Linked DNA regions of Triticum aestivum: region 1 is linked to region 2. The links are chromatin contacts, called in public Hi-C maps. All regions are on one chromosome and are shown on one strand. Each heading gives the region's core, a stretch centred on a gene start, on an enhancer-like site or on the middle of the called end of the contact. The rest is flanking DNA. Distances are from core to core; before and after follow the strand shown. Region 1 holds the start of LOC123051743 (ankyrin repeat domain-containing protein 2A). Region 2 holds the start of LOC123051742 (phosphatidylinositol 4-phosphate 5-kinase 6).

Region 1 (5,601 bases), core at 2,134-4,633, 700 kb before region 2:
CGTATATATGGTGTACAATGTGGGCCTCAACCTCTACTATACAAAGACTAGGAGGTGGGCCAGGATATACAATATACATGCAAAACCAGATATTCAACATGTATAAAATAAAGAAAAGCACGTGAAGCTTTCTCAGAACCGATAGAAGGTTCAACAAGCCGGTCTTGAAAGCTCCCGAAACCACTCACTGACGCACTTATTACTTTATTTATTGTTTCCTCTAAGGCCCTTCCCAGTGCTCCAAGGTGTACCGGTGCTAAGAGTGCCACATAGGCAAAAAAGTGATGTGGCCGAGCAATTAAGAGGGGAGAGAGCATTATGGTGACCCCAGGAGGAAACGATTCTAAGCGCGTGGACCTATGCAAAATGACTATCAACCAATGCATGAAGGTGTTTTGGTGTTAAAACATTAAATGAGGGAGGTTTAGCTACAAAAGTTAAGCACCAATGCATTGGGGAGAGTAGTTGCTAAGCTTTTTAATGCATTTAGCACCCTACCTTAGCACCAAAGCATTGGAAGAGGCCTAAGGTGAGATAGACGGATGTTTCACAATAAGCAAGGTATAGTTTTCCGTCAAGGAAACGAGATCTCCTAATTGGCACTTATAGCGCAGCAAGGTTAATAATACATCCATCAATCGACTATAGGAAGTTGCCACATTATTTGTAACTAACCTAGTCACGTATAGTAGTAGTAAATTATAAATATGTATTATTTTAATAATCACCGGCCCATCTTACAACCTTATAAAGTGTCTTGGAGCTTGTGCTATAGATGGCTCTTATGGCCTTCTCGGAAGTCCTCCAATTGCTCAAAACTCCACAAATCCAGCTTCTTTTCGTGGCTTCTCGCTCCATGCAGCATTTCCTTTCGTTCAGGAGTTAAATCAGCTTCTACATCGTCATCTTGGGCTAGCAGCAATTGTTGGGTTGTCTACGATCATACTGGGCCGGTTGGAACGAGCCTAGATGGCTGCCGAGGGGAGACGTGGTACATGTTCGTAGCGACAGTTGGCTCTCGAGGGGATGAATCGTTTTCTTTTGCGTTGCTGGATGAAACGTTTTGTTTGGCGGTGGCACTTTGGCTGTAATATGGGTGAACCCTGATTCTCTTTTTTGTGAAGCTGGCCCGACCTCGCTCTTGATTTTTGCACTAGGATCCATCGTAACTTCCTGAAGCTAGCTTTTGGCAGCTATTCCGTTCGGCTCAGCTCCGCACGAGAAGTTTGTGAAGCGTGGAGTGGGAGGACTTTAGAACACACCCTTAACCTACAACTCACTTCCCTTCTCTCTCATTTTTTGGAGGGGTTCCTTCTCTCTCATCTTCTCAAAACAAAGGTATATGGTATTTAAACTCTTATAGACTGCCTAAGATATTGTACTTGTTGTTAGGCTTGTGGTGCTCACTTGTGTGCTATATGGGCGACGGCCCATGAGCGCATTTGACCACACATTTTAGGGCATTGCCATTGACAATTGACCGTGAAAGGTGAAAAAACAAACAGATGAACTTGAAAAGAGTACATATCGTTTTAAAATAATTATAAATTTGAAAAAATCACGAAAAATGTTCTTAAGAAAAAATTTCAGAAAATTGAAAAAGATTTTGCAATTGGAAAAAAGTCACGAATCTAGAAAAAGTTTGCGAATTTGAGAAAAGTTCATGCATTTGAAAAAAGAAAAATGGGAAACAAAAAATATGAAAAATAAAAAGGAAAAATTAGGCCAAAAATCTAGAAAGTTTATTTTTAGTATTTTACACTAAATTCTTTTGTTTTCGATGTTCAATCAAACCATCTTTTTTAAAGATGGAATCTTCCTCTGGGCTCTCATATTCGTCGTGTGAGTCTTCCTCTAAAGTCCCATATTTTGCCTCTGCACTTTCACCGGGCTCTTCCGAGTCTTCCTCTAGAGTTTCATATTCGTCCTCTTGGGTCCTATATTTGCTCTTTGGGCTCCCATATTCCTTTTCTGAGTCTTTCTCTAAAGTTTGTCTCCAAAAAAAGAGTCTTTCTCTAAAGCCCTATATTTGTTCTTTGGGTTCCCATATTCATCTTTTAGGGTTTCATATTCATACTCGTCCTAAAAAAGAAACGAATAAACTGATGGAAAACCCTATCTGTCGCTCTCTGCGGCGAACTGTCGGGCAATCGCACAGAGCAGCGACGCGAGCGACCTACATGGGCCAGCCCACTTCCATATATACACAGTGCATCCAATCGGTCTTGGGAACCTTCCCCATGAACCGTTTTTTTTCTTGTGTTGTTTCTTTTTTGGTTCTTTTGGTTTTCTATTGTTTTTTCTTTTCCTTATTTTCATTTCTCTTTCTCTTTTTTTCGGTTTCTTTTTCTTTTTTCAAGTTTATTTTTCTTTTTATTAACGTGTTCAGAAATTTAAAATTTAAGCATTTTTCAAAAATTTGTTCAAATTTCCAAAAATGTTCCTGTTTTCAAATTTTGTTCCAAAATTCCAAAAATATAGAGAATTCAAAAAATACTAGAATTTCGAAACTTGTTCACATTTTCAAATTTTGTTCATAAATTCAAAATTTATTCAGAAATTTCAAAAATTGTTTTCCAAATTTTGTTCGTGTTTTCAAAAATTGATCATTTTTCAAAATTGTTCGGAATGTTAATTTTTGTTCTGGAAATTTGTTCGGAACCTTAATTTTTGTTCTTATTTTTCCAAAATTTGTTCATCATGTTCGTGTTTTCAAAAGTTTGGAGTTAAAAAATTGTCCATGTTAATTTTTGTTCTCCTTTTTTCTTTAAATTTTTTCATATTTGAGAATGTGTTCCAATTTTTTAAATTTTGTTCATCTTTGCGAAAAAGTTATCATTTTTTTAAAAATTGTTCACAGATTCAAAAGATGCTTGCGTATAATAAAATCTTTGCGGAGTTCAAAAAATGTTAGTGTTTCCAAATTTCGTTTGGAATTTTGAAAAATGTTTTAAAAAATTGTTCACATATTATAAATATATTTGGGATTTCAATTTTGTTTTTCTTTGAAAAATGCGGAATAAAAATGGTTTGGAATTCCAAAACTTATTTTGATTTTTGAAACAATATTCGGCATTAAATTTTATTTCCAAAACTTTCAAGAAACGTTCGTAAATGTGTAAAGATTATTTTAAATGTGGTGCTGAGATGAGCTTAGACAAATCTCGTTTCCAGTAAAACAGCAGTAGCCTAGGACGCGTAAGTCGTGTGTACGATTCATGGCAGCCCATTCGCGGGTCCTCTGTGCGCGTCTGCGTGCCGTTGGACGCAAAGAGCGTCCAATAGGAGCTCCCTAAACTGACGGAAGGCTCTTCACAGGAACGTAGGAGTAGGCCGAGCAAGGGAAACGGCCTGCTGGTGACTATAGCTGACAAATAAAGCCCATAAGCCGAGAAGAAGCCCACACACGCCAACTTGGACTGAGGGGCTGCCAGGGCAAACCCGCCGCCGCCGCCGTACGCAGGGAAACCGCAGCAGCATCAAGGGCAGCCGGCGGCACCGCGACTCCAGCCTCCCTTTTCCTCCCAGCTGACCTAGCTTTCTCGCGTGCTCAGCGATGGGCGTCGAATCGGCGCAGCCAACCCCCGCCGCCACCGCCGAGCAGGCCCAGGATCTCATCGACGTAAGCCCCAAACCTCCCCTACTTCCCTTGCTCGTATGCTCTGTTTTTTCGCATCGGGGTGGACTGTTACTGACGGGAGCGGTGGGCTTTGATTGTGCTGCTCTGCCAGGCCGCGAGGTACGACGAGCTGGAAGACGTCGTCGCCCTCTTCTCCGCCGGTGTCCCCCTCGACTCCGCAGATTCGCAAGGCCGAACGGGTTGGTTTGGTTCCCCCTGTTCAAGTTCGACTGTCTGCGTTGCTCTTAGTTTTCTGTTCAGATACTTTTCTTATGTTATTATATGTCTGTGTGGTGTATGAAGCTGCCATGTATACATATTAGGCTGTCTGCCATACGAAGTTCTGAGCACATCAATACACTATCTGGGTTGATTATAAAGTTATGATGTCTCTGGCTTGAATTAGAGTAGATCAACAGAAGCCCAATGTATAATGAATAGATTGTCTTTTAATTTCTCTTGCAAGTTTCTTAAAAATGGAGTACCAGGATATCTTTTCCATGTTGTTCTTCTTATTAAGCCACCAAGTGCAAGCTACATATCGTAATTTAACTATATAAACTCTCTGAAAACCGACATCTTTCAGATTCATTTGAAATTCAGTGACAAACTTGATAATTCAACCAAACATTCTTGTAGACTGCTTTCGTTTTAGATTGATCTCCTAGACTAAATAGTGAGGTACCTAACCATTTCCTCATCACTGTCAGCTCTTCATATGGCTTCTGCCAATGGGCATCTTGCTGTGGTGGAGTACTTGATTCAGAATGGAGCGGTAAGAAGGCTGCTGTTCTTTTATGTCTGTTTACATTATTGAGTTGCAGAGTAGAGTTCACCGTAGATTGTATTCACAGCTCAGTGTTAAATATATACACGCCGAAGCACATAACGGCAGCTAGGTTGTTACCAACAGAATCTGCTATACAGACGGGAGCATGGGCTTTGTGCGTGACACCGGAAACGGTCACTCGCGTGGAGCTGTAGACGTGGCAGCCGACTCCCCCCCCCCCCCCCAGGCCGCAGTCAAAACGGGATTTGCGAGGATGTAAGTCATTGAAGACGATCCTCGGTAAGCCTTTGGTGAAGATACGTGTGGACCTTGGCATCGCCAATGCTACATGTTCGCGAACGAAGTGCAGGTCGACCTTCACATGATTAGTGGTGTTGAACCGGGCCGCTGGAGAGGTACATTGTTGCAGAGCACAACGGTGGCTCGATGGAGCTCAATGAGACGCTAATGGAGCCAACAAGACTTGGCGACGACATTTGCCATGACGCGGTATTCTGCTTCTACGCTAGAACGAGACACAATGGATCGGTGACAAGCTTGCCGTCGGTGGTGGAGAGTTTGGCGCGGGCGTCGAGGGGGTGGAGATGGGTCGACGGTTGAGCATGCCGGCACGGTCCAATATCTCAAGCGCATTCTAATGATGCGAGAAAAATAGACCGGCATAGAAGCGTTGGAGTTCACGCCGAGGAAGTGGTGTAGGTCGTTGAGGTCAGTCATGGTGAACTCAGGATGGAGCGAGCCGCTGACAAAGCGCAGTAGGCTAGAGGAGCTCGCCATTAGGATTATGCCATCCATGTATAGCAGCGCATAGGCAGTGGACGAGTCGTGATGGAGGATGAAGAGTGAGCTGTCGCTCCTGGAGGCGGTGAAGCCGAGCGTGAGGCGATGTATGGTGAAGCGAGCAAACCAAGCCTGAGGCGCCTGCTTGATGCCGTAGAGGGAGCACTAGGGTTTGCATACGGGCGGTTCGTTTCGATGAAGCTGGTGAGTTGGGCGCTATAAACGATCTCATTGAGAACCCCATGAAGAAACGCATTCTTCACGTCGAGTTGATGGATCGGCCATGAGCCGGTGACTACGAGGCTGAGGGCGAACGGAATCGTGGGCGGCTTACAGATGGGGCCGAAGGTCTCGGAGTAGTCCACGCCCTTGTGTTGCGTGAAGCCTCGAAGAACCCAATGTGCTTTTTGAC
Region 2 (5,383 bases), core at 1,072-3,571:
CCCATGGCTGCGAGGCGGCCGGCGAGCTCAAGGCTAGAGTTTGGGGACTTTGGGTTGTCGGGTTTCGAGGAGGCCGCGGGGTGGAGTGGGGCAGTGTGGACGACGACCGGTTCATGGCTTCCTCATTTAAGAAGGACCGCGACCGTTCGCCCGGGCGGATGACAGGCGGGGCCGGCCGCCCGTGCGCATTGATATTGGGTGGTGGGAGGTAGGTGGCCGCCAGCCACGCGGTCGCGACGCAGACGAGTGACGTGTCCGTTTGGTGTCCGCCGCGACCCAAAACCAGCGCATATTTACGCTTGAAATGGGTCGACCCGGACACAAGACGGACCAGATGGGTCCGGGCCGTCGCGCGCTGGGCCGCCACGTTTGTTCCTTTTACCCCAAACGGACGGGATGGGGTCGCGCGGTGGAGTTGGCTCTAGACATTGGCCGGCCAAGAGGAACCAATGGTGGTGTCGCGTTGCTATGAGTGTTGGAGAAAATAAGAACAGCTAGCTGTGTGGGCAGGGGTCACCTAATCGCAGGCAAGGACGCGGCTTTAAGAAATGGATCAAGACAAGATCGGCGGATCGCTTGCTTGCACGCACGACGCCATGGTTATGTGATCTTTTATTCCCGGGGCGGGGCGGTGCGGTGCAGTGCAGGACATGAGAAACTACAAGGTAAACGCCATTGTTTGTTAGGTCTGCGGATGCACTTTTGGTGCCTCGACGATACTGTCAGTATCAGATTTTCTTCAGAAAAATCAGGTTGGAACGGTAGAAGGCCATGGCAAATGCCATCTACTACCGAGATGAAGAAGATATTAGGTCGTTTTCGTCTTCTAGCTTTCTTGGGAAGGTGGATTGGATCAATCCGTGAACTGGCCATGTTTTAGGGTTTTTGTTGATGCTTTGTGCAACCAGATCCACAGGCCGCTTCACTCACCGATGAGCCATTGATCTCCGACGTACGAGCGGTACTCTCAGGATTTGGGTTGGCATCCTATGCGATGATCCTAAAGTCAGCTCCATCTTAAAACACATCTCCATCTTTAAATACCGAAGCAGGAGTACATGAGTACAAATACAACATGCGTCGCATGACAGTGGAACAACCACCGGCAGGATCAGGGGCAGGACCAGCTCTGCCGCTCTCAACTCAGGAGAAGATGGCCTGCATGTCTATCCAGTAGCAGTATCTCCTGCTGATCCGCTTTATCAGATCCTGTCACCTCTCTTTTTTAGTCTTTTTCTCCGAAACCGAGCTTCACACAAAGTGCTCGATCTTAAGCAAGATTGGGCTATTTTTTAGGCAGCAAGACTGGGGTATGTGGTTTCAACCAAGATTAGAGACCAGGCGTTATTGGCTGAGCGCTGTTTGATTAATTAATAATGGCATCACCGACCGATGAACCAACTGGTTAGACCTAACAGTCAAGGGATTAGGACCATACACGCTGCTAGCATCAGCTGTTAGGAGTACGGCTGCAGATTGCCGGATGAGGCATTGACAAGGGAGGTTACGACTCCTAATCCTAAATATACTATAATTAGCAGCAGCAGCTGAATGCACCAGCTATTCAGCTAGGCTGGTCCTGCAGGTATGCTAGGTACAGAGACAAGGCACCATGCCATGCACCACCACACACACACCACAAATGGAGGCTGCAAAGAGGTTGAATTGTCAAGTAAACTGATATTCTCTTTTTTTTTAGAAAATTGATTAATCTCTGTAAAACTGATTCGTGTTGCACTGTTGTGCGTCCACGTCGTCATCGGAATACGTCGTCGGTTTCCTGCTGCTGATGGATATGGCTTCCTCCTGTGCAGTGGAAACCTAGGAGAAAGAAAGAAAGACCAGGACAGGAGGCTCATGGGCAGACAAGCCCCTAAATTAAGCCACGGACTGATTGATTAGTTGGCTAGTGGTACTACTACCACCCTTGTGCTAACCTGAAGCTTAGCTTAGCTTATTAGGGACAGCACTAGAACCCACGCATTAACCTAGCTACACAGGCCAGAGGAACAAGACAAGCACCCGCACTAACCACCACAATAACCACCAACAAGACGACCCTGCTAGTAAACGCAAGAATCAACCAAGTCTCCTTGCTAAACTTTTTTGTCTTTGTTTTTAAGTCCGGTTGCTAAACTTATTCTGTAAAATTTGTTCAATTTTGACAAAAAAATGAAAAAGACAAAACTAGAACCAGTTTAGGATGGACGGAGGCCATCACGGGGGCCATGGGACGGATGGGAGGAGTACCAAGTTTCATCAAAAAGAGGCAGATAAAACAGAGGAAAACAAAGCGGAAAGACAGACACCCCTTCCACCTCCCCTCCCCTGTCTTCTTCCACCCCCCACCTCCGTCTCCTCGCCCCCCCTCCCAAAGCGCATTTCTTTCTTTCCCTCGCCCCTCTCGCTCTCGCTTGCGTGTCTCCATTAACTCCTCGCCATTACCCGCCTCACGCCCCCCAGCAATGCCGCCGTGGAGCGTGCGCGCGCGCGGCCTTCACCGGTGCTAGCTAGATCCACCGCCAAGTTCGGAGAGGGAGCTCGAGCGGCGGCGGCGGGACGAGGAGAAAGAAGAGACGGGTGTGGCCAGGAGAGGCGGGCGCGCCCAATGCACGAGCACACCCTGGCCAGGGCGTGGGAGGCGACGGTGCGCAAGGTGCAGCAGCATCCGCAGCCCGGGGGCAGGCGCCGGGTCGCCCCCATGCTGCCCGCCGACGACTCCGAGACGGCCTCCTCCTCGGCCTCCTCCTCCGCGGGCGTCGACGATGCCGACCCCCACCGCCACAGCAGCCAGGAGGAGTACGTCGAGCGCGGCCTCCCCAACGGGGACTTCTACACGGGCCAGTGGCGCGCCGGCGCGCCGGACGGCGCCGGGAAATACCTGTGGACGGACGGGTGCATGTACGAGGGGGAGTGGCGGCACGGCAAGGCCACGGGCCGGGGCAAGTTCTCCTGGCCCTCCGGCGCCACCTACGAGGGCGAGTTCAAGGACGGCTTCATGGACGGCGACGGCACCTACACCGGCGCCGCCGGGGACACCTACAAGGGCGCCTGGTCCATGAACCTCAAGCACGGCGACGGCAGGAAGAGCTACGCCAACGGCGACCAGTACGACGGCGAGTGGCGCTCCGGCCTGCAGGACGGCGCCGGCCGCTACATCTGGCGCAACGGGACCGAGTACACGGGGGAGTGGCGGGCCGGCCTCATCCACGGCCGCGGCGAGCTCGCCTGGGCCAACGGCAACCGCTACGACGGCGGCTGGGAGGACGGCTGCCCGCGCGGCCAGGGCACCTTCCGATGGGCCGACGGCAGCGTCTACGTCGGCTTCTGGACGCGAGACGGCCCCGGCGGCATTGTCCAGCAGAAGGGCGTCTACTACCCGTCCCCGGCGGCGTCCTCCCCGACGGCGCGCGACCCCCGCGACGTCTTCGCGAGGGAATTGCCGGGCTTCATGGCCGCCGCCGGCGCCCCCGAGTCCACGCCGCTGCAGAGGCCGCTCAACAGCTCGGGCAACCGGACGGCCAATGGGCGGGCGAGCTCGGTGTCCGGGATGAGCAATTGCTCCGGCGGCGACCGGAAGTACGACAAGATTTGCATCTGGGAGTCGGACGGCGATATCACCTGCGACATTGTGGACGGGGCCGCCCTGGTGGACGACGCGCGGAGGAGCGTGAGGACGGAGGACGGCGCGGAGGGCGGGGAGCTTCTGCCGCCGCCGTCCCCGGCGCCGCGCATCGCCAAGTGGGTGTCCCCGCGGCAGGCGAAGCAGCAGGGGGAGACCATCGTCAAGGGGCACAAGCACTACGAGCTCATGCTCAACTTGCAGCTCGGCATCAGGTGTGTTGCTCTGCCCATCTCCCTCCATTAGCGACTCTGAACTATGCAGATTTTGGAACTTTGGCCGTGGAATTCGATCAACCGGAGAAATTTGCATTTGCTTTCAGCACCTTTGCCGATTTATTTACCAGTCTGAATTAGGGGATGCAGTATTACCCTGTCAGTGGTGAATTAGTAAAGGGTTTGCTTCGAATCATGCAATCGTTAGGAAATGAGAAGAATTGTGGGTTTGGCCAATCCGGTTTCGATACATGGCAAAGGCTTGTACCTTGTGGATTCTCAATCAACATGACAGCCATTAGTCATTTTTTAATCCATGATGATAGTTAAGTTTATCTTTATCTCTGCCCTAACAATGATGTGTTGGCCACAGGCATTCAGTTGGGAAGCAAGGTCCGGTTACGCTTGAGCTGAAACCATCGGCATTCGATCCCAAGGAAAAAGTGTGGACAAAGTTCCCTCAGGAAGGCTCGAAACACACTCCGCGGCACAATTCTTGCGACTTCAGATGGAAGGATTACTGCCCACAGGTGTTCCGGTTGGTCATCACTCACCACTCCCCATTTCAAAGCTATATATATGATGTATCTTCCTTCTGGTGTCACTATGCTGATCAACATGCCATTTGTTCTGAATTGAATCGCAGGACATTGCGCAAGTTGTTCAAGGTCGATGCTGCTGATTACATGTTATCCCTCTGTGGAAGCGAGGCTCTCCGGGAGCTCTCGTCTCCGGGTAAGAGTGGAAGCTTCTTCTACCTAACAAACGATGACCGGTACATGATAAAGACAATGAAGAAATCAGAAGTGAAGGTTTGTTCTTTGTGGTTCCCTCTTGTCTCTAGGCTTTCTAATTAAGCTTCATCATAAATAATTCCAGAAGCTTTATGCTGAACGCAAGAAATGCTTGTTAACATTACAGATGCTTTTGAAGATGCTTCCAGCTTACTACAATCATGTCCGTGCGTTTGAGGATACTCTAGTGACTAAATTTTTTGGTCTACATTGTGTCAAGTTAGCTGGTGCAAATCAGAAGAAGGTTAGTGATGAATGCAACTTTATATTTCTTCTCCATACTTGGCACCATCTGTTTTGTATGATTTTGATTTGTATTCTTTATCATTATGTCCAATGTTCAAAACTTGCACCCTAACTGTTTGCTGTCGCACTACTACCCAGGTTCGCTTTGTCATAATGGGGAATCTATTCTGCTCTCATAATTCTATCCATAGGCGGTTTGATCTGAAAGGCTCGTCTCTTGGCCGCACAACTGACAAGCCACAAACTGAAATTGACCAGTATACAACTCTGAAAGACCTTGATCTAAACTTCATATTTAGATTAAAGAAGCAATGGTTTAAAGAGTTCCAAAGGTGCAACCATTTTCTTTTCATATTCTAGTTTGTGTTTTAGTTTATTACTAGTACCAATTTGTGCATTTAGTCCATAATGTTAATAAAGAACTTAATTGTATCCAAGCAGGCAAGTGGACAGGGATTGTGATTTCCTTGAGCAAGAGAAGATTATGGATTACAGTCTCCTGGTGG

What was found. Hi-C and Micro-C count contacts between places; a contact is called where the count stands out from the background.
Region 1: a Hi-C map of leaf shows a contact between it and region 2, with 2.9 times the contacts expected there. The contact joins the promoter of LOC123051743 here to the promoter of LOC123051742 in region 2. A contact is called at or near these places in 2 of 5 Hi-C or Micro-C datasets (both in leaf) and 1 of 1 datasets of contacts at active chromatin or transcription factors (leaf).

Annotation. Positions count from the first base shown.
Region 1 is chr2D:80,471,750-80,477,350 of IWGSC CS RefSeq v2.1, reverse strand. It overlaps LOC123051743 (ankyrin repeat domain-containing protein 2A), which reads left to right and starts at 3,383. Exons shown (of 6, transcript XM_044474712.1): 1 at 3,383-3,622; 2 at 3,732-3,819; 3 at 4,330-4,394. The coding sequence starts at 3,557.
Region 2 is chr2D:79,773,292-79,778,674 of IWGSC CS RefSeq v2.1, reverse strand. LOC123051742 (phosphatidylinositol 4-phosphate 5-kinase 6) reads left to right here and starts at 2,321. Exons shown (of 8, transcript XM_044474709.1): 1 at 2,321-3,837; 2 at 4,211-4,375; 3 at 4,484-4,649; 4 at 4,759-4,875; 5 at 5,016-5,209; 6 at 5,319-5,383. The coding sequence starts at 2,609.